Regions from separate parts of the Rattus norvegicus genome. Here region 1 is linked to region 2. A link is a contact called in public Hi-C data. All regions are on one chromosome and are shown on one strand. The core of a region is the stretch at or near the end of the contact, and the rest is flanking DNA. Distances in the headings are between cores, read along the strand shown.

Evidence for each region. Hi-C and Micro-C count contacts between places; a contact is called where the count stands out from the background.
Region 1: a Hi-C map of hepatocytes shows a contact between it and region 2, with 2.1 times the contacts expected there. The contact joins the promoter of Pigq here to the enhancer-like site in region 2. A contact is called at or near these places in 2 of 12 Hi-C or Micro-C datasets (frontal cortex and hepatocytes).

The regions. Positions count from the first base shown.
Region 1 is chr10:15,459,431-15,464,571 of GRCr8, reverse strand. Pigq (phosphatidylinositol glycan anchor biosynthesis, class Q) reads left to right here and starts at 1,484. Exons shown (of 11, transcript NM_001007607.1): 1 at 1,484-1,520. It overlaps LOC134480763 (a long non-coding RNA gene), which reads right to left and starts at 2,183. Exons shown (of 2, transcript XR_010055541.1): 1 at 2,058-2,183; 2 at 1-503.
Region 2 is chr10:15,417,153-15,421,977 of GRCr8, reverse strand. The region is part of intron 2 of Rab40c (Rab40c, member RAS oncogene family); the gene reads left to right. It also overlaps a transcript of Mettl26 not described here. Among named protein-coding and RNA genes, the nearest start is that of Wfikkn1, 16 kb to the right of the region's middle. Within about 2 kb of position 3,382, at least 30 of the 93 cell types and tissues checked have an H3K27ac peak or open chromatin away from gene starts, as enhancers often do.

The DNA of each region.
Region 1 (5,141 bases), core at 235-2,734, 44 kb before region 2:
CTGCCCTGGCCTCCCGTCTGTCCTGACTCCTTGACCTCCTGGGCCACCCCTATCCCCAGCCACCTACCCGCAAGGGCCTCATCTCAGGCTGGACCAACTTAGAGATGCCAGTGGCTCTTGGCAGCCTCGGCTGCTGGGACGAATCCTGGTGCCAGCAGGGGCTGCAGGGAGCCCCCGAGGCCTGCACTGTTCCCCAGATGGCCTGCTCTTCTTGACGGCTGGTGCTGCATCTTGTGTCCATGTGCTGGATCTTGAGGGACGCTCCATTTGTCAACTACCCTGCTGCATTCCTAGAACTGGAGCCTTTGTTCCAGAGGATGTGGCTGTGACAGCTGCAGGGCTTGTGGTGGTCAGTGACCTCATCCACAGGGCTGTGTATGCTCTTCGGTACACTTCCCGGGAACCCCAGGGCCGCTGGGTGACTGTAGGCAAGTTCTTGTCCCCCCGAGGGCTGGCTGTGGATGCTCTTGGCCACTTCCTGGTGACAGACTACTTGCCTGGAACTGTGCACAGCTTCATGTTAGGACCAACCTGTGAGCCTCTTGCTCCAACCTCCATGCTAGGTCTGGAGAGCCCTTGTTGGGTAGGTCCAGGGCCTGATGGAGGCTTTGCTGTGAGTGAAGAGTTTGGGGATGTACAATTGTTTGGCAGTGCCCACCAGCCTCTGGGCTCCCTAGGAACCCTGACTGGGCACAGCTTTGGTCATCCAGCAGGTGTGTGCTGTGATGCAGAGGGTAGCATTATTGTGGCTGATGAGCAGAGGCAACAAGTGACTCTGTTTCCCCGGGTTGGGCCACCCATCTGCTTGCCGTTGGAGGGACTAAAGAGGCCCTTGGGTTTGGCCTGTGCACCCCAGGGCCCACTAGTGGTGGCAGATGCAGGGGACAACTGCATCAAGGTATACCAGTATCTGGGGGGAGATGGCCTGAGGGTGGGCTCTGGGGAAAATAGTCCGTTGCTATGACTGGCCGGGCCTGAGTCCCTTGTACTATCGTGGAAGATTAGTAGGCTCCTTGAGGGCTGCTGAGCCTTCTTCCTGACACCTGCTCTTAGCTAGCCTTGTGATTTCCTCTTGGCAAGTGCTCCTGTCTACACCGAAACCATGAATCACCATCTCTTGATCAGGTTCTAAATGGGGTCACCTTCACTTCCCTGTTCAGTATGCTCATAGTTTTTCATGGCCTGAAACCCCATGGGCCATCCAGTCCCTCGTTCTGCTAGCTTGGGTCTCAGGAGGCCTGAGCTCTGAGGCCACACTTGAAGCTATAGATCCTGGGGACTGAGGCTGTCTGCCAGCAGATACCTAGGCAAGATCTCCTGCCGAGTGCCCCAACCCCTACATCCTAATCAGAGGCAGGCAGGCAGGCAGGCAGGGTGTGGCTAGGCTGGGCTGGGCAGTTTAGGGGAAGGGTGTGGTTCCTTAGTGTCCCCCCGCCCCCACCCTCAGAAATATCCCATTCTTGAGCCTCCAACAGCGCTCTGGGACCAAAAGAGAAGTAAGGAGTAGGCAAATCAAAGGGGTAAGCCTTATATGTGTCCTGAGCTTTTGGGTGGGGTCCTGGGATGGTTCTGGGTAGCACAGGTTCTTTCATACCCTTCCATTCAAGACAAGAGCCTTTCCTCCCATGTTACAGATGAGATCTGGAAGTGGGGAAGGGCGTGTGTGCACATGTGTATGTGTGAGGAGCTTACTCAGTGAGAATCTGTGTCTCACCCATGATCTTCAGGTGGGAAAGAGCAAGAAAAAGGTGCTTGCTTTTGTCCCCTTCAGGGTGTGGGGTGGCACCCAGCCTGTTGTCTGGAAGTTGAGGTCACCACACAAGTCACTCCTCCAGGTTAGCTCAATATGTCCTGATCATTATGTTGTGGGGGATTAACAGACAATAAAAGAAATTTTGTTTGTAAGTAGATGCTCAAATTACTGCGTTGTTAGGGGAATTGCTCTCAGACTATGCGACCCACGGAGGTCGCACTCTACCCGCAATGTAGAGAGATAGTGGGCAGGGCGGGGGTTTAGGAGGCCAGGCAGGGTGTGGCGGTAAGAACAAAGCGGCTACCTGGATCCTCAAAGGCTGGATCCACCCGATCTTTCAGGACATTTACAGCGAGGGTAGCTTTGATGACAGGAGCCGTGCGCGCGGAACTCTCGGGCTCAGGCAGTGGACAGCCCGGGCACGTTTGGGGACCGGACCGTCGCGCGACAACGCGCGGAGCCGGCGGAAATGGTGCTGATGTCCCGCGGCGGGCCTGGGAGCCGCGAACACAGTCGTCCTCCCGGGCCCGCCGAACGCGGTGCTCAACCAAGTCCCTTCCCTACCGCCTGGGTACGCGGCCCGGGGGATCAGCCGGTGAGCACTAGCGGGGGCCGGGGCCCGGAGAGGAAGAGGAGGAAATCCCGAGGCAGCGCAGGCCTCTTGGTCCTCAGTGCCTGGTGCCTAAGACTGTGAGATAGGAAGCTGGAGGCCGGGGTGGAGGGAGCAGCGGCTACCGCGCAGCTGACCTCCAGGCTCAGCGGCACCCTTTGTGGGTCTGGGCTTGCTATCCCGAAATTGAGGGCGGCGAAAGGCCCCTCCTCCTCTCCAGGCGGGGAAATTGTTGAAAGATTCCTGGGGCACCGGCTGAGAGGCTCATATTTATCGACTCCAGTAAAAATCGGAAACAGATTACCCCCACCCTTTGAAATGAAAAAGGAAAGCATTTACAGAGGCAAAAATGTGTTTCTGGACAGATTCTCTTATAGGCTAGGTTGGCCTCAAAATCCTAGTGTAGCAAAGGATGACCTTGAATTTTTTTGATCGTCCTGCGGCCACCTTCGGATTACAGATAAACTACTACTATCGGTCTATGAGGTTCTGTGGACTGAACACAGGGTCTTGTGCAGGCTAGGCAAGCTCCCTACCAGCTAACTACATCCCTAGTAAGAAAAGTGGGGTTTTTTTTGGGGGGGGGGCGTTTATCTTGAACGTGTGGTAAAACCGAACCCTCTCAAAGATTCACAAAGTAATGTTTCAGCTATGATGTGTCCCAGGCCTCTCCTAACTGGGCTGTACATCCCTCAATCCTGCTCCTTGCAGGGGAGTAAGCAGTACCTCTGCTTTTGCTCAAGTCTGACTTGGAGTTCTGTGGAGAGACTTCCTGGGGCCTCTTATTTAGACCTCCTGGGAATGGGCTGTCCAGGAGGGACTTAGCAAAGGCAGCTTTTCCAAGCTTGGGCTGTTCTTTTAACCAGCATCTTTAAAGGTGTTCGCACAGCCCAGGTCTCTGCCTTCTCTTTCCAGCCTCTCACCTCTTGTATCGATCGCCTGCTCTTTCATTTTTTCCTGCTGCTGAAATCCCAGCAGCCCAGTGGAAGCACACTGCTTTTTACACTTCAGTGCTTCCGGAGAGGCTGAGTTGGGAGTAAGGGTGGGGATTTGCCTCCAAACTTGTTGAGTTCTCTCAGTGCCCCACAGATCAGAGCACCAACCTCTCTCTGCCTTCCACCTTCTTTCCTTAGACCTGAGCGCTCTCTCTCTCTCTCTCTCTCTCTCTCTCTCTGTGTGTGTGTGTGTGTTTGGGTTAAGGTAAACTATAAATGAAGCATGCTCTGTAGAAAGGATGTGCATAAACACAGTGTGCATACAGCACAGTGGATTTACACCTTGAACAGACTCAAAAACAGCCTTCACAACATCAGTTTATAATTAGACCAAGGGCATGTCTCTTCCCACCCTGTTGTGAACATTTTTCCTTAGTTCATGTGAAGTGTTCCCCAGAAGAGCCAGATATTTCGCTGAGCTGGTGTATCCTTACAAGGTAGTTGAACAGGAGCTTGGGCTGGGCTGAAGGGTCCCCTATGACAGTGGCGCACTGGGGCTCTTACAGGTAGAATGGCTCTAGTATTTTTGTTTTCTTTTTTTTTTTTTTTTCCAGAGCTGGGGACCGAACCCAGGGCCTTGCGCTTGCTAGGCAAGTGCTCTACCACTGAGCTAAATCCCCAACCCTGGCTCTAGTATTTTTAACAGTGCATCACTACCCCGTGTTGTGGCCTTCTGGAGACAGTTCCTACTGAAGGGACAAGAGAAATTGATTCTTGACACTGGCAATGGAGATTTGGCCTGGCCTGGTATTGGGCATCAGGTTTTCTCTGTGGACACCCACCAGTTGCCTGGCTCCTCCAGGCACTTTGGGGTTTTGTTTTACTGGAGGCTTCTGACTTGGAGTTCTATGGAGAGGCTTCCTGAGGCTCCTTTACTTGACCCACCTGGGAATGGCTTTTTCAGCCTCTGACTGTTCTTTTCATCAGCATCAACATTAGGAAATCTGACAGTGCTAGGTCCTGTTAGTCCTCTCAGCTTTGGGCTGGCCCTTTAGTTCCTATGAAACCCTAGGTCTAATCCTCAGTGTCACAAAAACAAAAAGCTTTGCCAAGTTGTTCACGTGACGGTTTCTTTGGGCTGGTATGCTTGCAGGGAGGGAGCAGAAGTATCTGGGTTCCTCAAGCTCTGGGCATTTGTCTTTAGGACAGCTACCACCACCACTTGTGTTACCATCCGTCTGTCCTCTTCTCTCCAATTATTTTATGTGAACACTAGACCTGGAAACCAGGCTTCAGCCCAAGATCTGGGCCTCCCTCAGGAAAGGATCCAAAAATGGGGGTCTTTGCTCTGGGTGTCTTTCACTTCACATGGGCAAGATGTGGTATTGACTAAAGAAATGCCTATGTAGGCACCTGGACCTTGCCAAACATTCCAGCAGTTCAGTCCAGCAGGCACAAGCGAAGGAAACCCACAATCTCCAAATAGCTCCTTTCTGTGGAGGGAAAGGTGTAGGGTTCACAGAATAAAGGGTTTGTAGCTGCTGTGGTGGTTCTTGATGCTCAAAGGTCACACCAAGGGCCTTTGAGGAGTTCAAGGGCTAGTGTCCCCTCAGAAAATGCATTGACATTCTCTCATGGAGAGAAATACTGCTCTGCCGGGAGCCCTGTCTTGGGGTGTCTGTCAAGGATTTCAGAGGTGAGTAGAGGGCAGAGCAGAGGGAGCTCTACTACAGAGCTACATTTCCAGTCCCTTCTTTACTTGCCTTTCGAGACTGAGTCTCTGTGTCACATCTCTGAGGGGAAAGGTGTCCTGGAAGTCTGGTGCCAAGGAATAGCACAAAGT
Region 2 (4,825 bases), core at 2,133-4,632:
ACAGAGGCTGTCAGGCACTTATCCCCACTGAGCCCACCTCCTGGCCTCCTTCACCACCTGCGTATCAGGACCAGGCAGCAGTGGCGTACTTAAGCCCCTTCAGTACTTGAAAACAATGACTGAGGAACTCTGCTGTTAAACGAGTTGCCACTTTCTTGAGAATTGCCCACTAAGTAATAGTAAAGTGTCTTGAAAAAAAACACATAAATCTGGGGCCAGCCGATGGCTCAGCATGTGGAGTACCACTAAACCTGACAACCTAAGTTTGATCTCTAGGAGAGGACTTACTCCTCCATGTGGTCCTCTGACCTCCATATGCATGCTGTGACATGCTCATGCCCCACCCCTCATACACAAAATTAATAAATGAAAAAATTAAACATAGATCTGTAAGACAAGAGGCTGCTGGTTTAGGAAGCAGGATATGCAGCCATAGCTGGGTGAAGGGGTTGGATCACAAGGATCCTGTTGAACTCAGAGCAGGTGCCCAGAGGCTGGCATGTCAAAAGTCCCTCTCTACCAGGGGACACAGGAGGCTTATTCTCTTAGAGAATAGAGCCATGGACACCAGACACCACCGGGTGCATGAGGGTGGAGAGAAGCAAGGAGCTAATAAATAACAGTCCTCTTAGCGCAAGTCCATTCTGAATGGGGGGACTTGGCGCCCCCTGGTGCCAGCAATGGCAGACAGGATCCTGAAACAAGTGTCTGGTCTTCATTGCACACTGTCAGCTCAAGAAAAGTTTCAGAGGGTTGGGGATTTAGCTCAGTGGTAGAGCGCTTGCCTAGGAAGCGCAAGGCCCTGGGTTCGGTCCCCAGCTCCGAAGAAAAGAACCAAAAAAAAAAAAAGAAAGAAAGAAAAGTTTCAGAGCGGGGTTGGGGATTTAGCTCAGTGGTAGAGTGCTTGCCTAGGAAGCGCAAGGCCCTGGGTTCGGTCCCCAGCTCCGAAGAAAAGAACCAAAAAAAAAAAAAAAAAACCTTATTAGAAAAGTTTCAGAGGCACCCACAGTACAGCAGCTCCTCGACAAGCCCTAGTTCTCAAGCCAGAGTCACAGAGCCTTCTGCAGCTTCTTGGGGGCTTTCATGGGGATCAGAGGGACAACCACCTCATCAATGGTGAAAAAAGATGTAAGTAGATAGAAGACCCTGGGAGCTCCAGAGAGCTCAGACATCTCACCACACTTCTGAGAACAAAGACCAGCTTCCTGCCCCATTGGCAGGCTAGCTAGACACCCCCAAAGAGCGTCTAAAAATTACAGATCAATGGAGATCGTGGAAAAGGCTGGAAAATAAAATTAAGGAACTCTCCCAGAAAATAGAATATAAAGGCAATCCTGATGGGGAAAGATGAGAAAGCTGACAGTTATCTTAGCAGTCGTTCTGACCAGCAGGGCAGGAGGACAGGGTCTAAGCGTGTAGAGCAATGCTGGCAGATGAAAGCACTGAGGACAGGGGTCACAGCCATCGCTAAGCAGAGGAGACAGCCTGAGAACAGTTAGAGGGAAAGGGGGGGAGCAGCAGGGCGCTGGGCAGGGGTCAAGGGTAGCTTTGTGAGATCTGGTCTCATATAAACTTGAACAATGAATGGTAGACCCAGCTAGGACCCCCGCCAATGTTTTTATTCTCATGAGCAGAGCAAGTGTTATGACCTCCTTGCCTCAGTTTCCCTGTTCGGTATATATCCCATAAAATTAAGAATTGGGTTCAGATGAGCAAGAGGGCTATGAGGACAGAGCCAAGCCATTAGGGGAAGCTTTCAGATCACGGGTAGTGACTGGCTCAGCAGATGGTCTGGGGCTTGAGGGCAAAGCTGGTCCTCACGGGGCTTGTCTTAGCTGATTAAAAAGAAAAATATTTTTAGACAGAAGGGAAAATGAATGGTGCTGAAAGAGAGTTATCATAGATGGCATCCTGCCGACACCACCCACTCATGAGAGTGACGTTCAGACCTGAGCTTGCCTATAGCTCTGCCAGACTGGGCCCACATGCCTGCTGTCTCCCTTGGGTCTGGTTTAGACCTCTTCCAGGTCACTGCTCTGCCTCTTCTACTGCATCCCTCCACCTCTGTGCTCCCTCCTTCTCAGGACCTACTTACCCTCAAGCTTTGGATAATTGCTCCTTTTAGAACCCTACTAAGCCAAGGGCTCTTTCTCTGGTATCTTGGCTTAGCACATTAATGTGGGCTGTCATTAGACCCCCAAGCATTCACTTCTACTGGCCTTTGCTTGCTGTGGCTGCTTGATGTAGAGCCCCTTCAGACTGTGTGATGAACAGAGGACCTAGTGAGGTCCTCCTCACTGAACTGAGCGCTAAGACATTAAAATCACCGAGTCCTCCAGTCCTGTTGGGGAGAAGGGTCCAGAAGCTTCTGGAGGAAACTTTGGGGACTCTTAATTTCTTGAATGGCTTTGGGTTGTAGATTAACCAGGCTGGAGGACTAGAAGTCTAGGTAAAGATGCTTTGCAGGGTGAGGAAAGCGGTTTTCATTTTTTCAACTTAAAAAAAAAAGGTGTGTGTGTGTGCTTATAAGATGCTGATGCAAAGCCACTGCTGTGACCCTTGTGATCTCCTCAAGCCCAGGTCTGCCAGGAGAGCTGAAGGTCTAGCTCTGTGGGTTTGTGTAATGCACATTCACTGATAGTTACGCAGCACCACAGAGCTTGGTTGTTCCTTTTCTTTTTGAGAGGATCATACTGTAGCCCAGGCTGCCTTTCGCTCACAATCACTGTGATTGTGTACAAGCATGTGCCATCACACTGTTGGGGTTTTCTTGTTGTTGGGGTTTTCTTGTTGTTTGGTTGGTTTATTTTTTTTATTATTATTATTTTTTAATGGGTGCACTGTCGCTGTCTTCATGACACCAAAAGAGGACATTGGATCCCATTACAGATGGTTGTGAGCCACCATGTGGTTGCTGGGAATTGAACTCAGGACCTCTGGAAGATCAGTCAGTGCTCTTAACCACTGAGCCATCTCTCCAGCCCCATCACACTGGTTCTTGACAGCTGATTTCTGTTTCGTTTTGCTTTTTTGAGACAGGATCTATGTTAAGTCCTGGTTGTTTTGGAATTATGTACACAAGGCTGGTCATGAACTCAGAGATCTGTTTGCCTCTGTTTCTGACTGCTGGGGTTAAAGGTGTGTGCTGCCCTGCCCAGGTCATTGGTTTATTTTGAATAAATCCTACCTGTGGGGAAGGGTACTAGGAGTGGAACCAGCCTTGTGTATGCAAATCATGTTTTACTGCTGTGCTCTACACTGAGTTCCCATTATTTAAAAAGCTGGTGACTGTGTCTCATGTTCAAAACCTGATGGGGATAGGCTGATTCACTGGCCAGCTGATGACTGTGTCTTATATTTAAAACCTGATGGGGATAGGCTGATTCACTGGCCAGCTGATTGATGACTGTGTCTCATATTTCCTGGCTGAACAAGGAACACCTAGGTGTATATGAAGCAGGCCAGTGGCTACAGAGCAGGCCCTGCTCCCTCCACTTCCAGGGTCAGCTCCACTCTTAAGATGCTTGACCTGGTTCCCAGAGCTGCAAACCATCTCTGTATTAGCAGCTTTCAGGGCGCTCCTATAGGTCTACTAAGGTGATGCAAATGTATTTCATTCTAAAAGGCAGGTATGTTGTTGGCTGGGGAGGCCTGTGAGTGTCACACAGCCAGGTCAGTGGCAAGGACCAGCTCAGAACCCAACTGAGAACAGTTGACAGGTTCATCGACATAGTTCTTTATGTTGTTGACAGGTCTGTTAGTGACTACCAAGGTCTCTTTGAATGTTCTTCCCAGGCATCCATTGTTCTGTTGCAGCTGCTGCAGGCCTGGGGCCACAGCACCATCTAGGGGTAGCTTGGTAGCCAGGCAGTTGCTTTCCTCAGGGATAGGACTGGGGAGTCCAGATCACAGTCAAGGAAGGCTATGCTGCAGGTCCTGCTGATCTTTCTCAAAGAAGCCAATCAAAAATTAGTATAAAGTGTGGTGGTGTGCACTTTAATCCCAGCATGGGAAGTAGAGGCAGGCTATCTTTATGAAAGATCTCTTTAGTTCAAGGACAGCCTGGTCTACATAATGAGTTCTAGGCCAGCCAGAGCTACATAGTGAGGCTCTGCCTCAAAATGAATGAATGAATGAATGAGTGAGTGAGTGAGTGAGTGACATTTATCAAATAAAAATAAAATCACTGCAATAGTGTCCTCACAAGCTTCTCTTGGAAGCTGCAGTTGCCAGCATTGAGCTTCTTCCTGGGGAGCTTAGGGAAAAGTAGGGAAAGGGTAAAGCAGCTCTCAGTCTTGTGGGTGTGTGTGCAGTACCCTTACTTTATGTCATAGAAACAGAGTAGTCAGAGGCAGGAGGATTGCTACAAATTTCAAGCCAACTACGTAACAAAGTCCAGGCCAGCCAGACTTCATAGAAAACCTTGCCTCAACTGGGCATTAGTGGTGCACACCTTTAATCTCAGTGATTGGGAGGCAGAAGCAGGTGGATCTCTGTGAGTTTAAGGACACCTGGTATATAGAGCTAGTTCCAGAACTGTCTGGGAAAACAAAAACAAAAAAAAAAATGGATGCGGGGGAGGAGGAGTGGGGGGAGGGGAAGGGGGAGGGGGGAGAGGAAGGAGGAGGAGGAGAAAAAGTAAAACTGTCTCAGAAAGCATAAAGCATGTCTTAACAATATTTATCAGATACACAGCTCAGTAGCACCTGCTATTTGTGCACTGTGCAGTCATTATTTTATAGCACCCCCTCCCCACGCACCACCCGCTATGCCTAGCAAAGCAGAAAGGTCCCGGTGCGTCTCCACCTTGCCGTCTGTTTTGAGT